Regions from separate parts of the Mustela erminea genome. Here region 2 is linked to region 1. The links are chromatin contacts, called in public Hi-C maps. All regions are on one chromosome and are shown on one strand. Each heading gives the region's core, a stretch centred on a gene start, on an enhancer-like site or on the middle of the called end of the contact. The rest is flanking DNA. Distances are from core to core; before and after follow the strand shown.

Region 1 (7,077 bases), core at 1,465-3,964:
AAGAATAAATGAAATGTAATTTACCTAGTGTGGTGCCTATACATGGTAGATACTAGCAAAGAGAGATAGAGAGATACTTTGTTTGTTTGTTTGTTTTTAAGAAAACAATTACATGGGGGACCTGGGTGGCTCAGTACCTTAAGCATCTGCCTTTAGCTCAGTTCAGGATCCCAGAGTCCTGGCATCTGTGTGATAAATAAGTAAATAAAATCTTAAAAAGAAAAAAGAAGACACTTACATTACTATATGTATAAATGGTACCTAAAATGCAATATTATAATATAATTACATTATGCATTATAATGCATATATGCATTACACATTATTCATATCATTACTGCATGATTACTATAATTACGATAAATGCTTATCAGGCAGCATTTGTCTGTGCATAAACAAACCCTTTTTTTATTAAGTTTTTTATTTTATTTCTAGTACAGTTAACATACAGTGCTATATACTAGCTTTAGGCATACAATACAGCGATTCGACAATCCTATACCTTGCTTAGTGCTCGTCCTGGTAAGTGTCCTCCGTAATCCTCATCTCCTGTTTCAGTCATTCCCCCCGCTCACACCAGTTTGTTCTCTATAGTAGAGTCTCTTTTTGGTTTGTCTCTCTCTCTCTCTCTCTTTCTCTCTTTTTTAATTTGTTCATGCGTTTTGTTTCCTAAATTCTACTTCTGAGTGAAGTCCTATGGTATTTGTCTTTTACTGACTAACTTATTTTGTTTATCATTATACTCTCCAGCCCCATTCATGTTGTTGCAAATGGCAAGATTTCATTCTTTTGATGGCTGAGTAATATTCCATTGTATTTACTTTCCACTTCTTTATCCATTAATCTATCAACGGACCCTTGGGTTGCTTCCATACCTTGCCTATTGTAAATAATGCTACTATACACATAGGGGTGCATGTATCCCTTTAAATTAGTGGGTTTTTTTGTTGTTGTTGTTTTTTAATCTTTTGGGTAAATACCCAGTAGTGCAATTGCTTGATCATAGGGTAGCTCTATTTTTCATTTTCTGAGGATCCTCCATACTGTTTCCCAGAGTGGCTGCACCAGTCTGCATTCCCACCAACAGTGCGCAAGGGTTCCTCTTCTCCACATCCTCGCCAACACTAGCTGTATCTTGGGTTTTGATTTTAGCCATTTGGACAGGAATAAGGTGATACTTCTTTGTGGTTTTGATTTGCATTTCTCTGATGATAAGTGATCTTTTCATGTGTCTTCTGGCCAGATAGCTAGATACCTTTCCCTGCTATTGCCCTAGCAACTTTTCTTTCTTTCTTTTTTTTTTTTTTTAAAGATTTTATTTATTTATTTGACAGAGAGAGATGACAAGCAGGCAGAGAGGCAGGCAGAGAGAGAGGAGGAAGCAGGCTCCCTGCTGAGCAGAGAGCCTGATTTGGGGCTCGATCCCAGGACCCTGGGATCATGACCTGAGCCGAAGACAGTGGCTTAACCCACTGAGCCACCCAGGCGTCCCCCTAGCAACTTTTCTATAAGGAAATCTCACATTCCGAACACAGGATTTGTATCCTCGATAAAGCCTGCTGATTTGGGTAATATTTTGTCCTATCCTTCACTGGTTGATTGGTGAAAAGACCTCACAAAAATAAAATTTGTAAAAACTGAACTCTTGTTTGAGCACAGAAGTTAACTTACGCTTTATCGTCAGCAAGATAACATGAAATGACTTTTATGTTTCATTTCTACACAAAAGGTACCTTTTTATGAACAAGCAATTTCATTTCAGTTACTCAGACTCATTGACCCCCTCTGTAAATATTACAGAGTTCTAGAAAGTAAATACAAACAGAGGGGCAGAGAGTTACAAAAGTTGATGTTTTGGGCTCTGAGGTCACAGGAACGGAATCACCACAGATAAAGCTGAGCAGACTTCAGCCACCCATGTAGATGATGGGCTCTCTTCTTGGTTGGAATGGGCATTTCCTCGGAGTTACATAACATCACCTATTTCCGTATAATTGGGAGGAGCAACAGTTTTAAGTAAAGGTACTCTCTCTCATAAAACTTTAGTGTTTTAAGAATCAGAATAATTTTAACACACCATTATAATGTAAACCAGCCACATTTTCTAGCTAATTTGATCTTTCCTGAGGAAAAAAATTACACATCACATTTCCTTTGCTCAAGAGATGAAATCATCTTTGTTGCTTTTTTATTTTAACTATGATCTCCTTTCTCAAGTTCACTCCATAGCTTTTCAGTATTCTACCCCGTTCTTCTGCCCCTCATCAAACCACCTTTGATTATGAGGTCAAGTTCTTGCCTGTCACCCAGAATCCCCTAACAAACCTGCCAATATACCTGGCCAGTCTGAACCTTCCACCCTCAACTCTGAGACCTCTGAAATGTATCTTCCACAGAACACCAAAGGCGAGGGCCTCGAGCCAAGGCAGCTTTTCCCCTAGAATTATCCTGAATAATTCTTGACCACCTTTTCTAAATGATTTTCTATGTTCTCTCCTCTTAGAAGGTGATTCAGGGAAAGATGTGTTAAAGTAGTATTTTCTTTTAACAGTAAGGAAAGAAAAGTCCTTGAAGAAGACAGGCTTTGATTGTTGAGAAATTTCTTCGGGCTTCGCTCGCTCCCTCCCTCCCTGCCTGCCTACCCACATCACTGCAGCAGGCAACTACCAGAATCCACCAGGGCCAAAACACACGGACTAAATGGAACCACAGTGCTTCCTGACATGCAGAACACTCAGCCTTCAGATGATGCAAGACGGAGGTACAAGTTAGTCATGTGCAAACAAGAGTGGCCCATGACTAGCTTTATTTGCCTGGGTTCCAAGTGTCACCACCTACACTGTACCAAGCCTACGATAGCAATGGTGATCTTTGTTCCTTTATTCACTGATACAGCAATCCCTAGGTCCGGCAGGAATAAGGATGAGCAGAACAGTATCCACAGCCATCATCTAACAGACAGGAGGGCAATCCCAAACAACACGGAAAGCCATTGATGAGTATGTGGCCTGGAAGGAGGTGGGCAGGGGGTCGGGGGGCGGCGCTTCTAACCCAGAGGACAGAAGAGGAGGTACTAGCAAAGACGTCCTGGGAAGGGCAAAGCCGGAACTGAATCTTATACTCGAAATCTCAGAGATTAAAATATTTTTGCACGGGTAGAAAAACCTTGTGTTTAGAGCAGATTACTTCTCAGCCAGCTCCACAAACACCCTCCGTTCCCATTAGAAAATGGGCTCCAGGGCTGTGATGTCTTCATGGAATTACATTCTGTCCATTTTCTTTTACTTCTTCTTCTTCTCATGGGAATGAAACCATAAATCCTGTTCACCAAATAGGTATTTCTCGACTTTTAAAAGTTTGGTTCGGAAAACATCCATTTCCTGCTCCGTTAAATAAGATTCTGGCAGATGCTGGTTCTCACCCTTCTGCCAAAGCCATTATACATGTGGGCTGTGGTGTTTGGACAGACTTTAAATAGGAGTGTTGAATCCCAACGGGTGTGTCCTGATGCGATAATTGCTTTTGGGACAGGTTATTGTGCGCGGTTTCCAGTTCAGGGCGTTCAGCTTAAAATACATTCTGCCTATCGTGCAAATCACTTGGAAAAAAAATCCTTGGTGAACTGCCTATAAAATTCCTAGCACAGGCTAAGTCATATCCTCAAGTATTTCATTTTTCCATTGGACCCAACTTTAGAGACTTTAATTAAAGGCAAATTTTATTACTTTCATTCTAAGGGTGGAGACTGGGAGACGTTAGCACAAAATGAATCATGTGGAGCTGCAGAAGGGGTCAGCTGCAGAATCTTCTGGTAGATGCTAGTTGGGATGTCAAGTCATTCAATATGACTACTGCTTACATTTCCTTTCAGTAAGATCATTTTCCGTGTTTGTGATACAATGCAACAAGTCTGTAAAAGTGGATGCAGAAAAGAAAATGCAAACCATTGAGATGGAGGTCAGGATCGTCCTATCATTATCTTTAATTGATCAGTGCATTTTACATGAAAAAGCATCTTAATTTTTTTATCCTTTTGAGCACACCGCTAAGCTGTCCTTCAAGATAGCGTCCTGGGGGTCGTACACCAAGCCTACCCGGGGTCCCTGTAAGGATATTCTAGGGTGATATTGATCCCAATCAGCTGCTTTTGTGCAAATAAGTCACTCTATTAACTTATTTTTAATGTATTGCCCATACCCGTGACTATTCATCAAGAAATATGCTATCAACTTGAGCAAGAGTCAGATCGGAATATCCTTTGACTATTGAGGGTTGAGAATGTTTTTCTTGGCAAATGTTCACTGTTGAAGACAATTAATTAAAAATAAGTTAGTAGGCCAATATCTTTGTGGGAGGGTTGCCCAACGATCAAATGTAATCCTTGATAATCCTGGTCTTTGCCATGGCCCAGCAGTAGATACGTTCCCCAAGGCAAGGAAACACTCCCCAGGTGATAGAAGTATGGTTGCCTCCCAGCAGGAAGCCCTCCTCTTCTTAACACCTGTTTCATTGACTCACCATGTGGGCACGGGTGCCTGAGTCCCAGCAAGCTGCGGCTTTCTAGCCTTTGAGGAGGACCAACTTTAAGTGGTAGGAAAACTAATAAACCCACATGCCAGCTTTCCTGCTTTCCCCGGTTATTGATCAGACACCCCCTGAATGCCAGGCTCTGTGCCACACCCCAGGAAGAGGCAAGTGCACACAATGGACACTTATAGCTCATGGAGCTTATAGTCTAGTAGGAGAGGCAACCAACACATGTGGGAACGTATGGAGGACTATGAGAACGCATAAGGAAGGAATCCCAAACTAGGCGGGAAAATTAGAAATTAGGCACCTACTAATCTTAGAACTGGCTTTCAAGCTTGTCTATACATTGAAAGCACCAGGAGAGCTTCAAAAAAAAAAAAAACTTTTTCCTGGGTTTCACTTCTGGAGATTCTGATGGAACCAGTTTGGGGTAAAGTGTGGGAATCAAGATTCTTTTAAAGCCCCCAAGGTAATTCTAATGCACAGCAAAACTTGGGAACACGAGTCTAGGGATAAATGGGAGTGAGTCCGTAGAGGCTCATCCCAGCAGAGGGAATAAAATAGATAGAGACCCTGAGGTCTGGAGAGCTTAGTGCACACTGGAACCAAAGTGTCCGCCGTGTCAGGAGGAGGCTGGGAGGGGTCGGAGACGGAGCTGAAGGTGAGTGGAGAAGTCCGCTGCATCGAGCCCACCCGTGGCCCTCGTAAGTCAAGTTGCAGATTCTGCACTTTTTAGTAAGAGCAATGGGAAGCCACTGGATGGCTTTAGACAAGGAAGGGACGTTATCCCCCATGACCAGTGTTCATAAGACCATCTCTGACTGCTGGGCAGGCAGTGTGTTAGAGGTGATATGACACGAGGATATTAACACAAGTCCCTCTGTACATTCAAGTTGCACAAAGCTGTGGAAAGAAGCCAAAAATAAAACAGGAACAGGGCCGTGGTCATGTCCAGCAAAGCTCAAAGGAGTCATGCTCTCCCAGCTGATCCTGGACAGTGGGAAGAATCAGATTTTCTTCTAAACAAGGCCATGAGGGCCAACGCCCTCCCGTTACACTGACGTCCTGTCTTATATCATCCAGATCGAAGTTCTGCCTTCGGCCGTCCCCTCCTGCCACCTCCTCAGACTGCACTGAACAAGCAGACAGGAGGCCATGGACAGAGAAGAAAGAGCTCCAAGGGGAGAGATTTCTCCACCATCCCATGGCGATCACCTGCGGTGCCCCGAGAAAAGATCATGAAAACCGGGTACCTCCTGCAAGGGCTAGAGGGTTGCCCTGAGAGGAGAAAAGAAGTCGTTCCCGAATCTTCATGACCCGCCGTCGCCATACAGGCTGGAAGAGCTACTTGCCCACTGTATGAACCTGTCCGGACTCCATGTGTGAACGAACTTGCCAACGGCAGCAACTCCATGTGGTAGGAAGGAGCCACTCCCTCTTTCCACAATAAGGGACAGATTAGGAATGAAATTACGCTACTTTCCGTTCTATCCCAGATTTGCTATTGAACTCTAAAAGAAAGCCTTCTTTTTTTTTTTATTTTATTTTTCCAGTGTTCCAAGATTCATTGTTTACGGTTCTTTCCACCCACAGAATGGGTGCTCTGATACCCTTGGAAGGAGGTGGAGAAGTCCAAACACTGTGTGAGTTCAGCCTTCAAGGCAGTTCAAGTCGAAATCTACAATGTCTTTTTTTTTTTTTTTTTTTAAACGGAAATCTAGTAAGTGCCCTTCGACAGCTTCCACGACCCGGACTCTACACACACATCTCACCCAACACCGCCAACGCCCCCGTGAGTAAGGCCTTCATTCTACCATTTTACAGAAGCAGCAGCTCAGGTTGTGAGAGGCTACTGTACCTGGCCCCAGGACATGGGATTGGCTGGCCTGCGGCTGGAACGCAGTTCTAGTCTGACTCCGGAGCGCCCATTCTCAATCCGTATGCCCCACTGCTTCCCCACTGGATGCTTTCTCCGCCTGGGAAAACGCCTGAGCTGCACCGACCTGCAGTATCCTGTCACAGGGACATCTGATGGCACCAATATGACAAGGTCTGAAAATTCAATGTCCGTTTTTTGTCCTCTACACCAGAGGTCGAATCCGGGCCAGTTACTGAAGCTCCCCATGCCTGTTTTTGGCCCTGTAAATTGGGAATAACAAGAATAATATTTACCTCATAGAGTCTTGTGAAGATTGAATAAGATGATTATAGAATAAGCATCTAGTACAGGCGCACCTGGGTGGCTCAGTCAGTTAAGTGTCCAACTCTTCATTTCGGCTCAGGTCGTGATCTCAGGGTTGGTAAGTCGAGCCCCCGGTCGAGCTCCACACTCAGATCCGAATTATCAGCTTGAGATGCTCTCTCCCACTCCCTCTGCCCCTCCTCCTGCACGCTGTCTCTCTCTCTCTCTCTCTCAAAAAAAAAAAGCATTTATTACAAACTTATTAAGCAGTTAGTGCTTAAACGTTACTCGTGATTGTTATTACTAACATTACACTAGGTTTGCACACTTCTCTATCTTTTCACTCCACTTGTGCATCACCTTTC
Region 2 (7,733 bases), core at 3,591-6,090, 100 kb after region 1:
AGAAGTTGTTATTTTTTAAAGACTTTTTTTTATTTTTTAAAGATTTTTTTATTTTTTATTTTTTAAAGATTTATTAATTTATTTGAGAGAGAGAGGGCATGAGAGTGGAGAAGTTGAGAGGGAGAAGCAGACTCCCCACAGAGCTGGAAGCCTGACACAGGACCGTCCAAAAGTTGCTGTATTTTAATCTCAGTTACATCTCCATTCCATTCAATTCATTAGGAATTACCTGACCTAAGGTTTGCAGAGCCTGTATCCTTTGTGTGTCACCATGATGAGTCAAATACAAGTCAGCAAACCATCATGTGCTCACCTCTATAAAGTAGCCTGCTTCCAGAATCCTGAAGGTCAGGGGCTAGTGGTGGTGGTATTTTTGAGTGGCATAAGCAGAATCCATCTCAAAGCTTACTCTTGGTTTTTTAGTCATTTTTCAGACACAAAGTTAGTTATCAATACACAAGGCCATCAGGTTAAAAAACTGACCCGGCAAGAGGTTCCCCATATGTTTCATTCTCTAGCAATTATAGGAAAAAAAATTTTTTTATAAAAATAAAATGTAAAAGGGCATTATGTCCGGATAAGGCATATATCTGTGCTCTGATTAAAGCTGTCTCAAATACTTTCCTCAGAATAAAAGAGGAAAAAACAAAAACAAAAAAATGCATGACACGTATACGTCTTCTGCCTATAATCGTCTTCTTTTGCTTTATTTTTCTGTTTTCATCATTTGAAACATGAATGTTTCCAAAGCCAAAATTAGATTACAAAATACATTCAGAGAATTCCTTCTTCCATCCCTATTTGACCCTGGGCTCGCTCTTTCCCCATGGATAAGCACTTGAATAATTTTTGGATTATATTTCCAGTGTGTCTTCTTCACAAATATAAGCAAATACATGGATACATGCACAACCATATTCCTATTTCTCTCCCATTCTACCTCCCTTCCCCCCAAAATAGCATGCCATTTTACAGTTCTTCTCACTTACCGAAATAGTCTGCAGACCATATCGATATCAGCATGTTAGAGAAACTCTCTATTCCTTCTCGCGGTTCAACATTTTGGAAGCATCTGTGTGGTCCCTTTAAAAATATTAAAGAAATCATTAAAAGTGAGAACTGAAACTCCTAGCAGAATATGACTAGCTAATTCTAGTTTATCTATAGCAAATATTCCATTTCTGGACCATTTACCCATGTCACTCACCTCCTACCTCCCATTGTTGGGATGTGTTGAGAGTACAAAAACTGGCTTTGATCATTGGCCCAGTCAGATTGTTACAAGGCTTAGCCTGGAATGACACAGAGACCACAAAAGCAAAACATGCAGCTTGGGGGGAAGTAGACAACTTGTCTTCCTGCTCTCTGGAAGCTTGGATCTGGGCAGAAATCATGACTTCATCAAATAGAACAATATTCATACGAACACAGTTAAATAGTCTAGAAATCTGAGGCTTCCCCACGCCACGCCCAATGAGCCATGGCTTAAAATTGTATGAGGCTCAGATGTAGAACTATAAGGATTGAATTTATAGCTAGTCTATGAGGGGAGGGGGCTTCCTGCTCATTTCAAAACACCAATATCCAAAAAAAGACACCAATATCCAGGACTAAATCTTCCACTAGAACTATCTGTTAAATAAATTGGTACACTAAATACACAAGAGAGGATAATTATAGTGTGTACATAACACTATAAAGTCAGTCTTTCACAAATCTTTTTGACACCTTCTTCCAGACCCCGTCCATGACTACAATTCCCATCTGCTGCCAGTGGGCTCCTCCAATTAAGGAAATCCGAGTTGCAGAGTTAGAGAACTGGATGATTTTAAACATGACCTTTTATTCTGTCCTTTGCAACAGATATAGGGGTAACTTGTGCATAATCATTTGAGACCAATTCCAGAAAAAAAAGAAATGAGGCACACATGTAACTTTTTCTTCAAAAATTGGAGTTAATAATTTTAATAATTTTAAACACCAACACAATGGCATATAGCTGGTCGTTTATAAAATTGTTTCCGTGAAGAGTAACTTTTCCCATGCTCTGATTATTAATGTCCACTTGTACTTCTGGTGACATTTCATAAATATGTTTTAAAACTTTTTTTTAATAAGCTGCTATATGGCCATTATGTTAAATATAGAAAAGTATAAAAAGAAATTAATAATACTATGCAACTGTACCTAAACACAGTTAATAGTGCAGCATTTTCTTCCAGCATTTTCTTCTATGTATATATTCTTTCCTCACACTTTTAGAGTCTATAAATCTTGCAATGTCCTTTGATCAAAAACGCTATAAATTGAAGACAAAGCTGTACCCTTTGAAAGATAACCCTCTGAATCCAGTGTAAATGACTTTGTGATCTCTTCTGGGTTCTGTGTAATTTAGAAAACTCCCCATTCATTATCATCACTTGTTTCTCTGGACTTATCTTTTCAAACAACAACCAAGTTAAAAAGAGGAAGCAAAAGAGAGGCCCAAAACCCCCCTTTGAAATCAGTTCTCTGACTTTGAGTCTTTGACAGAAAAAAATAATCAGATGTCCCCTTAACTTCCATATTGCCACTATGTGAATTAAATTTGGAGGCCTCTCCAATCTAAAAAGTGCTCTTTGCCGTAATCAAAGATGACACTATTCAATCACTCATTGGAGAAATACACTTTCAGAATACTCAAACGAGGATGGCGGCCTTTCATTGATTCACTGGAACTTTCTCACCATTCCTCCGGAAGATGGAAGCTGTGTGTGTACATGGGCCAGCAGCAGCACCGGCAGCGACGTGGCGGGTCCTTGTCCAGAGACCAGCCAAAGCAAACTGGACTTGATGAGTATTGATCGAAGACCTCATCAACCCCACATTCCAGACAAAGGTCACTGTAATTAGATTGCTTTGAGTAAAACGAGCCCAGGGAAACCTAGAGTAACCGTAAGGTGATATTTGCTTTAGAAAAGAACTCCTTCCCAGAGAATTCCTTTAAATAACAAGCTCTCTTGGTATATATTAAATAAGATTTGACTATATTAAAACACACCTTTTGGGAACTTGTCATAGAGAAGAGTCCTGTCACAAGTACTTCCTGTTTTTCTGGGAAGTCTTTTAGAAAATATTACTTGACACCAGGTAACACAATAAATAATTACCAAATTTTCATTTTAATTATAGGGAATGTCATTTGAGGTTACATCAGAGCTACAGGGTGAATTATCTTCCTCTTTCTCAAGGCCTTGTGTGGACCGTGTGGAATTTTAAAAGGTCTCTTAAACGGCATAAAATATGGAAAACATTTGATCCTTACAAATACATTGTGAAATGCCTGAAACCAGAAAGTTGAGGTGTCTAGCTTGCTATGAGCACCAGCTTTACAAAGCTACATGTGAGGTAATGGGTTCATTCCTAGCTGCAAAATTACTTTAGGGCTTTTAACAATAGATTACTTTAATTCATTATGCTAATTAAACTTTAAAAGAATCATGCGATGTGGGGGGGGGGAGTGTAAAATCATCTGAGCAGGATGGGCTCTCTTTCCAAAATTAGAAATTTCAAGAGGGCAACAGTGTCGGATAAACCAATACAAGTCTTCCAAACGCTGGGACTTTCGCTGCGGCGACACGGGTCATAAGCCCGTGAAGCCGACCCTGCACAGGAGGCGCTTTCCCCCGCTTCCTTTTAATAAACTATTTTCTGCGAGCAGTTTTTGGTTCAGGACAACATTTAGCCGAAGGGACAGAGGTTTCCCACGAAGCCCTGCCTGCATGCGGCACTCCTCCCTCCCGGGGCCTCCACCCGCTGTCCTCGTGCCCTGGCGCACACGGATGCTGGCTTGGCTGTCAAGCTCGCCTTAAGTTTTAGGGAAAACCCTCGGCACGGCTAGTCTTTGCCCTGAAGTCACTGGGGCACCGTATAATAAAAAACCGTGTTTTCTTTCTTCTTTCCCCTTGTTTATCTAAAAGAGACAGACTTTTCGAGTTTGCGGTGGGTTTAAAACGGCGGTGCACTGGGGAGGATCTGGGCTCACGTTAGCAAACGGCGGGAGGCAGGTCCCAGCGCTCCCCAAGGACGGCGGGCCCGGCCTGGGCGGGTGCAGGGAGCGGTCCCCGCGGCCCTCGGCGCCTTTTCCCCTGGGACACCCCGAGAGCGATGCCCCCTTCGCTGCGACCGTTGCTCTGTCTCTGCGCTCCCCCCTCCCCCGCCTTCCGGAGCGTCTCTCCCTCTCTCTCCCGGCCCCCCGTTCCCAGGTGGGCCCGAAGCAGGCCCCCCAGCCCCAGCCCCAGCCCGGGAGGGGCGTCCTCGGTCCGTCTCCGCCCGCCCGAGGCGGCCCCCGGGGGACGGAGTGCGCGCGGCGCTCGCCGGGGACAGCCGGGGGCTCCCGCTCCTTCGCAGCCCCGCGCGCCTGGATCCCGCCCCGCGCGTCCGCGCTCACGTCCCCCGGCTGCCAGGCTCGCACACGCCCCGGTCGCTCCCGGGACGGCGAGGGGACGCCGGACCCGGGCCCCGCGGGGCGGGCGACAGGGCCCGGTTGCCTGAACCCGGGCGTCCCCGAGGCCTCCAGCGGTTCGGCGCCCCCGGCCCTCAGCTCCCCGCGGCGCCCTCCCGCCGCTCCGCGGCCGGCCCGGGCACCGCAGCGAGTCCCAGCCCGCGCGGCCTCGGGAGCCGCGGAGGCGGCGGCGGCCCCGCGGCCTGTGCGTGCGCAGCGCCCCCCGCGGCCGCGCCGAGCGCAGGCGGCGGCGGAGGAAAGGAGGGCGCCGCCCGCCCGGCCGGCCCGGCCCCTCCCCAGCCCGCCGCCCGCCCGCCCCCGGGGCCGCCGGCGGTGTCCGCGCCTCCGCGCCCGCCCCTGATTTCCTCCGCACGGCGGCGGCGGCGGCGGCGGCGCCTCGTGCGCGCGGTTATTTATTTATTTCCGGGCCCCAGAGCGCTTATAATGGAGCCGCTGTCAGCAGAACCTTCTGCTGCCGCCGCCGCCGCCGCTGTCCCTCCTCTTTTTTTTCCCGGCAGATCTTTGTTGTGTGGGAGGGCAGCAGGGATGGACTTGAGCTTGCGGATCTCCTGCTAGAGCAGCCGCGCTTGGAGAGGGCGCCGCAGCCGCGAGGAGGAGCCGCCGCCGCCGCCCCGAGGCCCCGCCGGACGCGGCCTCCGTCCGCCCGCGCCCCCGCTCGGCCCACTCGCCCCGCGCCTCCCGGCAGAGTCCCCTCGCGGCGGCAGATGTGTGTGGGGTCAGCCCACGGCGGGGACTATGGTGAAATTCCCGGCGCTCACGCACTACTGGCCCCTGATCCGGTTCCTGGTGCCCCTGGGCATCACCAACATAGCCATCGACTTCGGGGAGCAGGTAAGCCCCGGCCGCGCCCCTCGCCCGGCCCGGGCAGTTCCGCCCTGAACCCCGCGCCCTGCGCCCCGCGCCGGGCTCGCTCTGCCTTGGCCTTAGACACCCGGGCGCCAGGGGATGAAAGCCGCGGGGAGTCACCTGCTCCGAGTCCCTTTTTATCCGGGAGCATTTGGTGGGGCTTGCAGCTTGTCAAGGATGACTTTTCCAGCACTCCATCTCCCCCTCCCCCCAGTTATTCAGCCGACTTTTCCAGCTTTCTCTGGAAAATGTTAAAAGACCAGAGGGTTTAGAGCTTCACCTATAGAAGGGTTTTTAGTGCACAGCAGGAGTATTATGTAATTTGTTATTATGTAAACGTCAGGTCTGTAAGTAGAATGTAGTTGCTAATAGCTCAAGTGCTTGGTTTTTATTTACGCGGTGTTGGTGGTGATGGTGATGGCGATGATGGGGAGATTTTGTATTAGAACGTGTCCAAGTTCATTTCCCAGGTACTTCTAATTTTCTTCTTTCTTTTCTTTTCTTCTTTCTTTTTTTTTTTTTTGCCCAGGTATGGATTAAGGGTACCCAAATGTGTCCTGATAAGCCAACCGTTGACCATCTCTAATTTGGGGTTTCTCTCTCCCCCACACCTTTTTTTTCCCTTTTGGACCACTAAAGCAGGGGGGTGCATTTTTGTTTGTTGCCTTCTCGTCCTTGTTTCTTTTTCATGCCCCCCCACCCCCTCCCCGTTTCTCTCCATGTGGCGTCATTGCAAATCCCCAGCGCTGCAGACTCTCCCAACAGTGGGGCACTGGTACTCTACACTTTGCCTGTGGGAACCTTTTTCGCAGAGCCTCCAGCGGGTTGCAGCTGCGTTTGAAGGCCAGGGAGAGGATGGGGGGTGGGAGTCAGTGGCTTGCCTCCTGTCAAGGAGGCAGGTGTGGGGACTGGCCCCAGCCAGTGATGAGCCTCACTCCCGGTATTGTACTATCTTATTTCTTTGACTTAAAATCGAGAGACTTCAAGGAATATATGTATAAAAAAATGCACCTGTGTTGGTGCACTTTTTGTTTTTTAAAATACCCCCTTTCAGAAGGGGGTCTGTTTGACTGCTCTGTCGGATGAGTATCTGCTTGGATTTGTCTCTCTGTACTCAGAACTTTTGCTTGATTCAACTCTGTAAGCTCACTAATGCTTGGCCCCCATTGTAAGCTACTTGTACTTCAAATTTTCTGGCCCAGAAATGTTCACAAAGGTATAGTGTCTAGAGACCTTTGCCTAGTAAGCAAACTAATTTCCTCCGGTGACCTCCGGTGAACTATTATATTTTTTCTGTTGCCACTTTGCTCCCTAGGGTCTCCCCAGGGCATCTCTGCTGCTCCGCCTCCTTTCTGCCCACCTTCTCTTCTCTCATAGCACTGGGGACTTTAGGTGTTTTGTATAATCTGTGGAAAGGTTCTAGGACTGAATTTACTACACTGCCCTGCACATTTTAGATGAGTCCAGTGCTGTAAGCTCACCTGCACCTTCTACTATTTAAGGCTTATTTTCTTGGAGTGATCCCAAAGGTCAGAAAGCCGGAGCTGTTCACCTGATCCCTTCTCCCTGAGCTGTCATAGCGTGTGTGTGTGTGTGTGTGTGTGTGAGTGAGAGAGAGAGAGAGAGAGAGAGAGAGAGAAACAGAGACAGTGAGCGTGTATGTGAGAGCAAGAGAGGGAGGGAATAAGAGAAAGAAAATTATAGGGGATAACTGGTGGAGGTGAGAGTATTCTTTGTCGTAATTAAATGACCTGAAACATACCATACTACTGCCTCACATTTGTCTTGATTTAGTGCCAGGCAGATATAACTAAGCATTTGATTTTAGTGTAAGGGAAAAGATCTCCTGAGGTCCCAAAAGGGAGACTAGACATGAGAAACAGTCACACATTCGGTTTATCTTAGTGGGTCTAATAATGCAGACGCATCCTTAAAATGTTGCTAACCTGATTATCAAAGCCGACGTCCGGAAAGTATTGGAAGAGTTGTCTCTTTGCACAAATGTCTTATCAGCAAGTGTTGTCTGAGGCCCTTATCCCTTAAGTGCCGGTGTGTTTATGAGGTTACAGGCTGCCTGGTTGTGGAGATAGTCTGTCAGAGTAGTTGGGGGGGAGGGAATGATAGGTTTCCAAAAACCTTCTTTTGCCACCTGGTATCAGATGATAATTGTTTTGCAAAATTGTGCAAGGGTAGAGGAACAGAACTTACGTTTTCTTAAGCTGAAGGAGAAGAATTACTGTAGGAATTGAAGAGTGACCCAGGCACCTGTGGGTAAGAATAGAAGTGCATTTTACCCCAACCGCCTTAAAACACAACAGAGAGGAGGAAAATGAACCTATCTGCAAAAGTGGTCTGCATTAGACCTCAGAAAATACTTTGCTCT

Evidence for each region. A called contact is a pair of places that touch in the nucleus more often than the background predicts.
Region 2: a Hi-C map of fibroblasts shows a contact between it and region 1, with 3 times the contacts expected there. The contact joins the promoter of ANKH here to the enhancer-like site in region 1. A contact is called at or near these places in 2 of 3 Hi-C or Micro-C datasets (fibroblasts and skeletal muscle).

What each region holds. Positions count from the first base shown.
Region 1 is chr3:152,468,762-152,475,838 of mMusErm1.Pri, forward strand. It overlaps LOC116587056 (a long non-coding RNA gene), which reads right to left. Exons shown (of 3, transcript XR_004284283.1): 2 at 6,766-6,932; 3 at 6,299-6,669. Among named protein-coding and RNA genes, the nearest start is that of ANKH, 100 kb to the right of the region's middle. Within about 2 kb of position 2,715, the one cell type or tissue checked has open chromatin away from gene starts, as enhancers often do. A contact at or near this core is called in fibroblasts, where this site is marked.
Region 2 is chr3:152,570,541-152,578,273 of mMusErm1.Pri, forward strand. It overlaps ANKH (progressive ankylosis protein homolog), which reads left to right and starts at 4,841. Exons shown (of 13, transcript XM_032337734.1): 1 at 4,841-5,335. The coding sequence starts at 5,240. LOC116587059 (a long non-coding RNA gene) reads right to left here and starts at 4,612. Exons shown (of 4, transcript XR_004284284.1): 1 at 1,208-4,612; 2 at 990-1,083.